Linked DNA regions of Bombyx mori: region 1 is linked to region 2. Evidence: chromatin contacts called from public Hi-C data. All regions are on one chromosome and are shown on one strand. Each heading gives the region's core, a stretch centred on a gene start, on an enhancer-like site or on the middle of the called end of the contact. The rest is flanking DNA. Distances are from core to core; before and after follow the strand shown. Region 1 overlaps LOC101737606 (adenylate cyclase type 2). Region 2 overlaps LOC101737606 (adenylate cyclase type 2).

Region 1 (6,834 bases), core at 64-2,563, 78 kb before region 2:
TTAACATTAAAAATACCAGCTAATAATCAACCCAGAAGCTAAAGCAAGCTAGGTTCCTCTTTTCCGCACACTGGGACTAAACATCAGTGCGTTGCCCGTTCAGCGTCCTCGCCGAACCCGTCGCTTGCGACGAAGGGTTCGACGAGTAAATTAGCCCATAGACACAACCCACTGAGTTTCTAGCCGGATCTTCTCAGTGGGTCGCGTTTCCGATCCGGTGGTAGATTCTGCGAAGTACTGCTCTTGCTCTTGCTGCTAGGGCCAGTGTTAGCAACACTACGGTTTGAGCCCTGTGAGCTCACCTACACGTCAAGGACAAGTTGAAATAGCCTCTCAAGGCTATCAGCATAAGTAGGAAAAAAAATGGTGTGTTGGATTGAAGGGTCAATGAAAACTGTCAACGCAGACCTAAAACACCGCTAAAGTGGAAGAACCAGTTTTAAGAGACTATAACCAGTTTACATGGTCACCTACATTGAAACTGTATGACAGATCTAGTTTTTAATGATAAGTGTAGCGTCACGTATTTTTGTTAGATCTTCAATTATCACTATTACACGTTGAAATAAACCGAATTTTAAAGTAATGCTGAGTTTGATGTGTAAAAATGAATATTTGTAAATTTGTTCGTGCTAAATGGCTTCGCGTGTCGTTTTTTTTTTACTCAATTGGTCATATTTTAACGGTTTCTATCACTTCAGGAGCATTTCTTATATCGAGATAAAAATGCTTAAGTCATTTCAATACACTTTACATGATATTTACAATCACTGGAAATTACCGGTCCGCGCGAAGTTGGAATGGCCCCTTAGGCTACCAACTATTAGGTAGGGAAAATTATATAGTTTTTTTCTCATATCTACAGGACTTAATATCAAGGACGGGGTTTCCAACTTGAGGTATCTTGGTCTTGGTCTCGACCTGGACGGTCGCCGGAACTTTTCAAACCATTCTCATATCAAAAAGTTTCTAATATCAAAACTAACTCATATCATAAAGTTGGGCCCTCGGCTGATGGTGACGACCGGGTCGTTGAGCCAGCTTCTTTCAAATTTCGGAGGCCCCGATCTGGTGGTGCGTCGCCCCCATGTCGGGGTGGTGCAGTCCATTGCATAATATGGTGTACTAGTCTGTTGCCTCGCCCCGACCCACGAATTTGGGACCGCATTGCGCCGATCGCCAGCGTGCCAGTCTGTTTGTTTTTAGTGGCCATTTTTATATTATTTTTATATGGGTACACTACAATACTACAGTACACGTGGCCATAAGACAAGACCCATCGCTGAGGGGGTCAAGGCCGAACGGCGCTACTTGCACCAGTGCGCCGCCCAGGAGTGACAACATAAGAGCGACCGGTTGGCGGAGTATCGCGTTCCGACCCGGCCAGATAGCTCCAACCCAGCGGAGTATCCCGGGACACTAGCGGCACTACCTGAGTGACCAGACGGGACGGTTACCGCCCTGACCTCAGGGGGACTTACCAAGGATTTAATTAATTAATTTAGGTTTAAATTATTTCTAATCTTTTGCCTAACATCATCATCATCATATTAAAAAAGGAACTAACCATCAGAACTAAGGTCAAGTTTAGTATTCGAACTGTTAATTGAAAACGTACTAATGTCTCACGACCACATCGAATTTAATTTCGAGATATCTTCATTCAAACTCATCGAAGTGTTAAATGGTAGCGTTTGATAGAATTAGATCATTAGAAAAAGGATATTTACATGTGTTATTAAGGTCGCTAAAAATTTCACATTGGAGTGAATCGCTTTAAAGATCACGAACTCGGCGAGTGCCCGTGATGTGACACGCAATGGGAGCATGATACCATAGAGTTCCACGTTTTGTGGAAAATCACTGAATTTTGAATGGTTTTCCTAAAACGGTTGCCGGTCTATGGGTTTCTATAGTTCGCTCGCTTTAGAAGCTTGCACGGCGACTGACTAACCTGTATTAGACATATGACAGCTACTGGTGGTAGGACCTCTTGTGAGTCCGTACGGGTTGGTACCACCACCTCGCCTATTTCTGCCGTGAAGCAGTAATGCGTTTCGGTTTGAAGGGTGGGGCAGCCGTTGTAACTATACTGAGACCTAACAACTTATATCTCAAGGTGGGTGGCGGCATTTACGTTGTAGATGTCTATGGGCTCCGGTAACCACTTAACATTAGGTGGGCCCTAAGCTCGTCCACATGTCAAAGCAATAAAAAAAACGGTGGCAGATCCAGTGAAGCACCGATCTTGCTAGAGCTAGTATTAGCAATTCCTTTAACGTTGAGACCCCTTGAGCTCACCTACGAGTTAGCGCGCAGTTAAAATAGCCACATACGTTACCAACGATTAGGCAGGGGAAATACCGACGGGAAGGATTCTGATCCGGAAGCCAAAATAACTCATATATACATGGTTGCGCTGGTTTAAAACTGTTAGTTTTAAGTTTCGAAAATTAGCAACATTTTAATTTGGTTTTGCAAATCCTGTCCCATCCCTCTCCGGCACTTTTACCTACGGACGCGTGCGAGCGAGATCGTGTGGTGACATCGAGACGAAAAAAATATGGCTGAACAACCGCGCGCGCACTTCGTGTCTTTGGTATGTTAAATACGTAAATAAGTGAAATCGTTGGTGTTTCTCATCGCGAAGTGGTACGAGTCTGCAGTAAGGACTACATAAAGGTATTGTGCATCCTTCCTTTAACGCAGAACTGCCGCTTCTTATCGTTTCTTCCCGCAGTCTGTGTCCTTCATTTGCAACGACCAAATTTCAAATATTTTCGTAGTTTGCTTATCTCGCGTCTACAATACATATTATTCCATTTCCGTGGATATGCATTAACTGTAAGGGGGATCATATAGCATGGACAAAACCATTGCAAATTTTTATCCAGTAGCATTGTAGGTTCAAAATTAGTACAGCCGCTGTGCAATACAAACTAGACTTCCATGTCATGGCTCAAGATGAGCAGTATGTATGTTGTGATGTATATATAGACATATATATGCCGGTCACTGAACACCAGATTAGCCGTTAGCTCGTTCAACCATCAGGTACAATAAAAAAAAAAGGTTTGTATAAAACGAATAAATTTGGGCTAATGTTCGTTTCTTTAATCTTATACCTTATGAAGTATTTTCTGTTAATGAATATTTCTTCAAGGATGACTTTCACGATAAATAAATAATATTGTGTAGGGAACGCAAATTAACTACATTTTTAGCTGTACGCCCGCACAAGTAAGTTTCGTCATGACTGACATTAAGATTTCAACTTGAAATATTCTCTTAGCACAAGTCTGTCCACTACCACGCCTACTCATTTAAAACAATAAAAAATTCAAACTAAAATTAACATTAAGATTGATCCCTAGAAAAAAAAAGTAGTTTTTGGAATTCAAATAAATTAAAATTCAAATTGACTTGTTCAGACACTTCAGACATATAAAAATGGTTATTTGGAGTCAGCCAAATATTAAATCATACCCGGATGAAATATGTAAATATCTTCATTGTAAAAAAAAACATACACGTATTCATTGATCGTAGATCGTGGTAGATCGCACGTAGTGCACATGTGGTAGGATTGATACATTTAGAAGTATTTTTTAGCTATATGATTTTCACGATGGCTAATTCGAATACATTCATTTCATCAATACGCCATATTTTTTAACGTCAATCTTCCGTTTTAATTGAATTTCAAATCGCAGCGGTGCTAAATTAGTTTTCTGTTCAATCAACGTTCCATATTCAAGGAATTCAAGTTAGAGTTGTCTCATGTGAAATTGAGTCGGTTTTTTTATTGCTTAGTTGGGTGGACGAGCTCACAGTCCACCTGGTGTTAAGTGGTTACTGGAGCCCATAGACATTTACACAGTAAATGCGCTATCAACCTTGGGATATAAGTTCTAAGGTCTCAAGATTAGTTACAACGGCTGCCCCACCCTTCAAACCAAAACGCATTACTGCTTCACGGCAGAAATAGGCAGGGTGGTAGTACCTACCCTTGCGGAGTCACAAGAGGTTCTACCACCAGTAATTACGCAAATTATAATTTTGCGGGTTTGATTTTTATTACACGATGTTATTCCTTCACCGCGGAAGTCAAATGTAAACATTTGTTGGGTACGTATTTCATTAGAAAAATTGGTACCGAACACCGGTGCATCGCTCAACTCGAATGCACCGGAAGTTTTATCCTTTAGGCCACGACGACTTTTATACGAAAACCAAAAAAAAATACCTAGTAGAATACGATTACAATACTAATTATAACTCTAAATAATCCACTGGAGACCCACTCAAAGACACATAATAATCCATCAAAATCAGTTCCGCCGTTTAGATATTAGGTGATACAGATACAGTAGAAATAGGCGTTTTTTTTAAAAATAAGTTATAAATTCAAAAGACAACGAATGATGCCAATATTTAATATCTGATCGATCTCAACAAGATATTTATCTTTCTGTCGCATTTCGCTTGGCTACCAGTTTAATTCAGAATTCAATCAACTACCGTTTTGCTTCAATGATTAAAGAATTTAATCTCCGAGGAACCTCGTTAACATTTTACGTTGAAGAAATCTACGTTCCTAAGGGATTATTAACATTAACCGATTTCGGGTCCTACCGCTTGGAATGTTTTACTGCTTCGACTGACTTTGAAAGTTTGATTCTTATAAATCTTTAGAAATGAGACGAGGAATTGAATAATTAAGGATTATGATGGAAGCGCCCTGATCATAATAATCGTTAGAAGAGTTAGAAAATATTTAAGATTCAGAGCGCAAGTTTTGTATGGAGATTGTATGAAATTAGTCCCCAAATATTGGAATTTTATATTGTAAAAATATTGTCGACCTTAGTATTTGATCACCGAGTACATAAATATCACGCCACTGAGTTTTTACAAACAGTAACTCTGACGTAATGCAGACGTTGCTGATGCTGATTATCCTTAAGACGTCCATCGGGAAGAGGGCTGACATTCGTAAGCAAGTTGCAAACACTTAACCTAGACTGGGTGTCTAACAGTACCCGGGACTTTATTTAACATCTATACAAATAAATAAAATTGGAATGTCTGTTTGTAATAATAAAATAACTTTTTACTAAAGGCGTAAGTATGTATACCGCAGTACATACACCAAAATATTATTTTTTACAACTTTTGTCTGTCTGTTTGTCTGTTTATTCCGGCTAATCTCTGGAACGGCTGGACCGATTTTAAGCTGATGTGTATCATCAGGAGTAACTTAGGTTATTTTTTTTAGATTATCATCGCGCCGCGGCGTCACCCGCGGTACGATAATAACCGCGGGTCACATCGCGGGACTCAGCTATCAATAATAAAATTTAATGTTTCCAAAGTGACGCGAGGGCGGGTCGCTAGTGTTTCATATATATGTAAAGCAATCATTATATAAAATTTCTCTCTAGAATCTGAGCTTTGAGTCTGATTTTTCTTTGAACAGTGTTTTTGGATATAGAATATTACAGGTAACATAACTATACAGCTATCCGGTTCGTCTGCACATGTTTTTGGGAGTGTAAAATTGGATAGTTGACTATGTCGTGAAGTTACGTCGTGTCTATCTTATCATATCAATTCTTATAAAAAATAAATTTGTTCTATTTAAATGTTATATTTTATCTTTTCTTTTTCTTTTTCTTTCGTATTTCATATTTTGTAAAATGAAATACGAATTTCAACTACGAGATTTCAACGTGACGAAATTGAGTTTAAGTTCACTCGTGTAAAAAAATAATAACGGTTCCTGTGTCAAAGGGGAATCTCATTTCGCTTTTATCACAGACGTGAACATAAAAATGTTTATTTTTTTATAGCTAGTTTCTACTATTTTCACAGTGTCACTCTTTCGATATTCCGACTTCATTTTTATGCGAGGTAAATTCATGGCAATGTGAAGGTCAAATTTACATAATATAATATTTATTGGAGAATTTAATTTTTTTTTGTCGGAATTATATCGTCTTCTTTTAATTTTTTATTGCTGACCTTATGTTCAGTTGTCGCCATGGCCTATAGATTTAAGAATTAAATGTCGAAACTTGCCTGAAGAGTTTTTAAATTTAGTTTGTCGCATGCTTCAAGTCAGAACACATAATTTTTTTATGGGAGAAATAGACAGAATGCTGACACTTAGCTGTGAGATGTCAATAAAACTTCAAAGGAAACCTTATCAAAATAACATTTATTTGTCTTACTTTGTTACTAGTTAAAACATCTTAAATATATTTAATACTAATTTAATGTACATCAGTCATAGTAGGCCAATGCCAAATATTTCTAAATGGGCTATATTATATTCATTGTAAAAATATGTAACCATTTTAAAAAAAAACTACACGGAATGAGACCATCATTAGTCTAATGAGACCGTTTTCTAAGAACACAAAGTTTAGATTAAAACAATTACAATACGTAACCAATTTTCTGTAGACTGTAGTAATGTTATGTAACAAAGGAAATTAATTGAATTTACATTTTAATGTGAACTCAAATATTACAAAGAGCTGGATAATATGGAGTTAGCAAAGTTTATTGGATAAGTTTTTATTGGATAGATACGGCTATATCAAGGATTGAATTCAATACTGTGGATGTTTGATTTAATAGGATCAGAGTTAAAGTTAAACATTACTCGTATGATCCGAAATTTTTGAGTCATCGTTGGTATATCTGAAAAATTTTTCACCTAAATTATTGGCTTATATTCTAAATCTACAAATAATTCGCTACGTCGATTCACGACAATCTTTCCTTAGCATATCTGTATCTGATTTTCCGATGTTTACGTGTATCGTG
Region 2 (6,814 bases), core at 4,110-6,609:
ACATACATTTTTTCTTCGACTTATCATGTAAGTTATCACCATTTTCACCACCAAACTTTTATTACGAGAGTGGATCAAATACTGTAAAACTGAGACTCAGGACTCATGTTAAAAAGTGGTGGCGGTAAACATCCGGTAGTAGGAAACAGAATGAACACAAATTATTAAAAAGAAATATTCACTACAACATAGCCGACGTAACTTTAGTCACGAATGACAAACAAAGCACGAATTTAAATATAATAAACTACATCAAATAATAAATTCGATCGGTTTCCTGAACAGCCTACGTGACAGACGACGTGTTCGAATGATAATAAGCGGTTATTGTTATCGGGCCGGTCCGTAAAACGGCCTCCGCATTTGTGACCTCTCCGATAAATCACATTTCAACACGTCTTAGTGTTTTTAAGCGTAAACAATAATTAACTTGAATCATAACACGATTTTTTACCTTTTTTATTGCTCATGTGGGTGGTCGAGCTCCTGAGCCCATAGACATCAACAACGTAATTACCGCACATTCTTGAGACTTAGAGTCTCAGTTTTATAGAACAACGGCTGCTCGACCCTACAGTAGTAGTAGTAGTAGTAAACGCATTACTGCGTCACTTCAGAAATAGGCAGGACGGTGGTATCTACCCGTGCGGGCTTACAGAACGTCCTATCGGTAAAAATCTACTGTAGTGTAGCTTCACCTGCCTAAATTTACGCGCCTAACAAATATTAATGACAATGCAGTAATTTTATTACTTTAATTTGGTACTTTGACCTAATATCCTGATCAGGATGTTCAGATTAAAAGATGATTTCATTTGATATTTAATTCGATTATCGAACGAAATCTAGTCGCTAGTAAGGCAAGGATGTCACATCCATCGCAACATACTAATACCTACAACCTACCCATGACTTCGCAGGCAGCGTAGCAATCGAACGATACCACACCCAGCGAGAGGCAGCCCTGGTTTCTGATGCATTAAAAAACCACCGCCCTGCCTATTTCTGCCGTGAAGCAGTAACGCGTCTCGATTTGAAAGGCGAGGCAGCCGTTGTACAATAAAACTGAGACTTTAGAACTCATATCTCAAGGTAGGTTTTACCGATTACCAGTAGGAACCGATTAGCAGTCCAGTTACGTTTTGCATCTCACCTAAGACATAGAGACGTAAATTAATAAAGTCGTTTAACTTGTTAAGAAGTGCTCAAGGCTGCTCAATTGTGAGACGGTCGTCAACAGATCAAGGCCGTTAATTTTACTAAAACAACAACTTTTTTTTACGTCTTGCTCAAATAATTACCATAACGTACGTGCGGTTTATTTTATGATAATGGCTAATAGTATCTATCACCTTTGGTTGAATTTTAGGGATCAATATTTGTTTTTTCGTTTTTTTTTTATATTGTCGAAAAAGGCGCCGAAGGGAAATTAACAGCAATTATTTTCTTCAACTCGCGATGTTAATTGATTTAGAAACTTTGCCTATGAGTATCTGTGTAACACCAAAACAGAAGGTTGGTACATATATAATATATATCATACTTAATATTATAAAGAAGAAAGTTTTGGTTGTTTGTTTGTATTGAATAGGCACCGAAACTACTGAACCGTTTTGAAAAATTCTTTCACTGTTTGGAAGCTACACTATTCCCGAGTGACATAGGCTATAATTTTTTTTGGAAAAAATTAGGGATCCTTACTAAAACTCCAATAATGTAACCCAAGGTGTAAAAAAATACCTAAAATATTCTTTACATCGCGTGCCCTGCGAAAACTATTGATGATAGAATAAAATAATGTACTACGACTTTGTAGAACAGCATCCGCGACAGCATATGTCTAACTATTATAGTTATGCCGCAATATGTGTCCTTTTATTTAAAAAAAATAATACAACGTCAAATATCCTTAAAATTTTTGTTAAAGACCCGAGCGAAGCCGGAGCGGCCCGCTTGTATAATATAAATGTATATTATTAACACTTCTACCTAATTATTTTTAAAAGGATTATATTATAACACTAGCGACCCGCCCTCGCTTCGGAAACATTAAAACATACATGAAACAAAAAAATAAATAAAAAAAAAATAAAAAAAAGTAGCCTATGTTCATCAGGGACAATGTCAGCTTCTAATGGAAAAAGAATTTTTCAAATCGGTCCAGTAGTTTCGGAGCCTATTCGAAACAAACAAACAAACAAATCTTTCCTCTTTATAATATTAGTATAGAGTATAGAAAAAGAAAATGAAAAAACCGCAGATAAATTCAAAATAATATACACAAGGATGTCAAAAAAGACGGTCCACATTAATAATGCTACAAAGATGTTAAAAACTTCTGCTTAGTTCGGGTTTTAATTTAAAGATCAAAGCATTTGTCATCTGCCATTGGGGCATTCCTAAACGTAATCCGATGACGCAAAAACGGTCAGTGCAGTGACGTCAGAGGTGGAATTATGGGCAGGTATGAGTAATAAGATGTCTACAAGACCGCACGTCCGCTTGGTAGAAAGCCGTTTCTTTTTTGTCGACGGTTCCAGCTAACTGTTCCCCTGTTAGTGCTAGTCACGGATGACCGTGTTCTCGAACGTAAATATTCGTACGTCAGAAACTGTAAATTAAACTAATGAACCCGAGCGACGCGCAAGCGAGCAAATGGGTAAGACGCCCGGTACACTCGTGTCGTGGGATGCGAAGATGCAGCGATTCAAATTTGGCAACTTCGTGCTAACGGTTGCGATAAAGAAACTATTGTGATATGGGAATAAGATGGAGAAATAAGGATTCGATTCGAATTTGTAAAAAATATAAAAACGGAATGGCACAAACATGGCATCAGGTATGCTGTGAAAATATCGTACATCCTGGCTTAGTAGGCGGGATTACCGATGCGACAGTATAATCGAGATTTCGATGCCGCATTTCGTATTTTGTTATGCATAACTCAAAAATCTCCAAACCCTACAATCCCGCTTTTGCAGGTTAGCTGTCGGAGCTCCGTGGTTCGTGAGGAACGTTGACCTACACGATGACCTGGGCCTTGAATCGATCAGGAAATACATGAAGTCAGCGTCGGAACGGTACTTCGATAAGGCTATGCGTCACGCAGGAGCCAGTCACCGTCGACGCCCTAGACACGTCCTTATAGATTCATCAGATCCAATAACCTTTGCATTAGACGCCTTCAGCTCTAACACTCGGAGCAGGCTTAGGGACTGTGGTATAGCGTACTTGTGGAACTCGGCAAAGAGTTCGACGTGCAACCTAACCCATGCATCAGCTCGCTGAGTTTCTCGCCGGATCTCCTCAGCGGGTCGCGATTTCGATCCGGTGGTAGATTTATTCGCGAAGCAACTGCTCTTGAGTTGTTAGGTCACCTTCGGAGGCGCTCGGGCAGCTGTTAGCAAATCCCACCTCTCCTGGCTGAGCCTTTGCTTGCCCATCTGTCCTGGTGAAACTGGAAAGGCCTCAGGGCCACCAGTAAACCTTCAATCATAAAAAAAATAATTAAATGTCTTCGCTTTTGATGAGGAAGCGGAGGCGAAGATCTTCCACTGAGCGGGTGATATTGCTCGGTAGATCGAAGGCCCGAACGTAGCTGTTCGGAACTTGTAGGTGTATATGCAAGCTTATCTTGACAATGTCGATTATCAGGCATCTGTCAAATATCTTGTGTTGTATGATAGCTACCCGCCACAGGGTAATCGATTTAAGTGATTAATAATTTTCTGTGGTATGTCACGTTTTTCCCAGTAAATAAAGTCAATAGATATTTTATTCTTAATTAAATTAAAATAAAAAACTAAATGGTAGTTAGGACGATGGACGAAAACTGGAGGAATTAAACTTTAGACGTCCGTGACTACGAAAACTGTAAAGTAATATTCGAAGAGTCGGAAAAAGCTAAAAGGACAATAGAAAACGCGAAATTAAAACCGTAAAAATAGTTTTAATTATGTTTACGATTCACGAAAAGTGAATAGCTTGAATTTGTGAGACTGAGCTTAACCTTCATACAGCATGCGTTCAAAATGTGCTAATCGGTGATACGGTTATGACAATTCAGGACACTAACCGTGTCTTGAGGTTGGTAAACAATATTTTTGAGGTCACTCTCAAGAGAATTTAGAAATCGTTCTAAATATTTTTCAATAATTTCATGATGCATATGCTCCAAGTGCCGAGGATCCATTATATAAGTGAAAAATAAACAAAGTTTATGGGGTATCCTATAACACCAGCGGCATTGCCGGGGCGGTCTAGTAGGGTCTGGTAGGGTCGCCGTACCGCGGAGACCGGCGTCGTTGGTCGTCGACTATCGTCTCGATGACTCGTCCGTCGGGCGTCCGGGGGGCGCCGTGAGTCTGGTTGTAAAGTTCACTGCCGGAACCCCCTTACTCTGACCGGGTTTTGACCCCGAGCGAAGATCGGACGTCGGGTGTAAGAGCGCAGGAGAATCGCTTCGTGCGCTAGGGCCCTAAGACGTCTTTGGGGCCGCGGTCTGCTCCCAACATCTGCAGAACGTCAAGTCCCACATACACCGCACGCCCTCTCTCTATTTAAGGGGCTTTGAAAACGTGAACTCCATAAGAAAACCAATACGCGTTTCAATAAACGTTAATTTGTATTTAATTATTTTTTTTGTAAAACATCACCTCGTGTTTATTTACAGCATAGACACAAATAAACATGCTCGCGGACCTAATGGAAGGAATTCTCGATTCAAGACATGTATTTCTTCATGTCAATAACATTTAATTTTATTATTGTATTCTCTCATAACAGCTTTATCTGTCTACATCTGAATGATTTAGGTACATAATAATGGGTTATTTGGTTGCCACAAGCGCCTGCAAGAAGATCAGAGCATATTTTCTCAATTGAATTTAGTGTATAAAAGTTTTACCATAATGTTTGTTACGGGTTTTAGCATATGATAGGACATATGGTAGGACCTCTTGTCCGCATGGGTAGGTACCACCACCCTGCCTATTTCTGTCGTGAAGCAGTAATGCGTTTCGGTTTGAAGGGTGGGGCAGCCGTTGTAACTATACCTACTTGAGACCTTAGAACTTATATCTCATTTGGTGGGTGGCGCATTTACGTCGTAAATGTCTATGGGCTCCAGTAACCCCTTAACACCGGCTGTGAGCTCGTCCACACATGTAAGCAATAAAAAAAAAATTATGCAAGAATTTACACTTGACCGCTCATTTTGAATACATTGTTGGCAGGTAAAACGTTCGATTATGCTGAAAATGGCGGACGCGTGCGTCGACACGTCGAAGCAGACACGCTTCCACAAGATGCACGTGCAGAGGCACAACAACGTCAGCATACTGTACGCCGACATCGTGAACTTCACGCCGTTGTCGGAACGACTCAGCGCATCGGACCTGGTGAAGACTCTGAACGAACTATTCGGGAGGTTCGATCAAATTGCACAGGTAAGAATCGTAATATGAATATGGCGCGTTAGATGGTACGATGTCCAATACAAGTGACTTCAAAGTCTCTGTTGACTGATTTTTCTCCTAGCTATTCGCTGGTAGCCTATGGGGCTATTACAGCTACACCCAGACGGGTAGGTTAGCTCACGGAATCAACTTTAGAGAATTTGCTAACACTAGCCCTATCAAGAGCAGTGCTTCGCAGAATCTACCACTGGCTCGGAATCGCGACCCACTGAGAAGATCCGGCGAGAAACTCGGTGGGCTGTGTTTGAGGGTTAATTTACTCGTCGAGCCCTTCGTCGCAAGCGACGGGTTCGACGAGAACGATGACCGGTGCTTGAGGTACCTAAAAGCACCGTTAGTGGATCGGGAGGATCCGAAATGCCGTGTTTGGGGCGACGTCGACTGCTTTCCATTCTGTCCGCAGGATCGGGAATGTAGTTACCGGCGGCTACGATGAGAGGGTTCTCGTGTCGTGCCGCTTTATCGAAGTGGACACCACATAGCCATGTATAGTAATCTATGAAAAATGATTTACTTTCACAACCATTTTACAGTCTCGTAAAGTGTAAATTTTGAAATTTAATTTCTAATTTTATAATCATAGTTTCAAATTCTGATCCACTATAATTATTGCTTTAATAATTCGAACGGGAAGGATCCGGGTACAAAATTTAATAACAGCAATTATTACGATGAACCCGACGACTAAGTGAGCGATACTTCATTTTATTCGAGACTCCTGATATATATACATTTATAATTAAAAACGGTTAAAGAAATATAAGATCTATGAACATCTAATTGTACTTATTGATATAATTTTAAATAAGACTTTCAATATGTTGGTCTGTAAAAATAAAGTTTTTGGAACGAAGTTCCTTATGGGACGATGCGGAGGGGTACCCTAACCGGGAAAAAACGTCCGTAACGTAAGATTTTTATTAGTAATGCACACAGTGTACGACTTAACTTTGTAGTAACGTACAAAAAATAGCATATTTTTATTATATATTTTTCATAAATCATTGTGAATAAAATAAAGTTGATAACTTTGTAAAGTAGTTTTTTTTATCAATAAAAAATCATAATAAAAAAGTGTGTGTGTCCGCTCCGACGCACGACTGGAGTTTACTGGATATAAAAAATTAAACGAAACAATACGAGAAATAGTTCTATATTACGACAACACGATACACTACAGATTATTAACAAATTAACGAGACACAAAACAAACGACTAACAAATATATGAAAATACAATAATGAGAGAAACGCGCGATCAGTACGAGGCTTTGTGGCGGACTGCCGGCGCAGCAGCCCGGCGTCACCTGCGATAACGCGGCCGCGCGTTGGCTCCTG

What was found. A called contact is a pair of places that touch in the nucleus more often than the background predicts.
Region 1: a contact with region 2 is called in a Hi-C map of midgut, with 1.8 times the contacts expected there. The contact joins two enhancer-like sites. A contact is called at or near these places in 2 of 7 Hi-C or Micro-C datasets (midgut and whole pupa).

What each region holds. Positions count from the first base shown.
Region 1 is chr11:18,198,075-18,204,908 of ASM3026992v2, reverse strand. All of the region lies in intron 5 of LOC101737606 (adenylate cyclase type 2), which reads left to right. LOC101738865 reads right to left here. Exons shown (of 6, transcript XR_009974361.1): 5 at 6,451-6,834; 6 at 6,202-6,412. Among protein-coding and RNA genes, the nearest start is that of LOC101738865, 59 kb to the right of the region's middle. Within about 2 kb of position 1,313, at least 5 of the 8 cell types and tissues checked have open chromatin away from gene starts, as enhancers often do.
Region 2 is chr11:18,124,501-18,131,314 of ASM3026992v2, reverse strand. LOC101737606 (adenylate cyclase type 2) reads left to right here. Exons shown (of 25, transcript XM_012696130.4): 6 at 5,235-5,447. Among protein-coding and RNA genes, the nearest start is that of LOC101738865, 14 kb to the left of the region's middle. Within about 2 kb of position 5,359, at least 5 of the 8 cell types and tissues checked have open chromatin away from gene starts, as enhancers often do.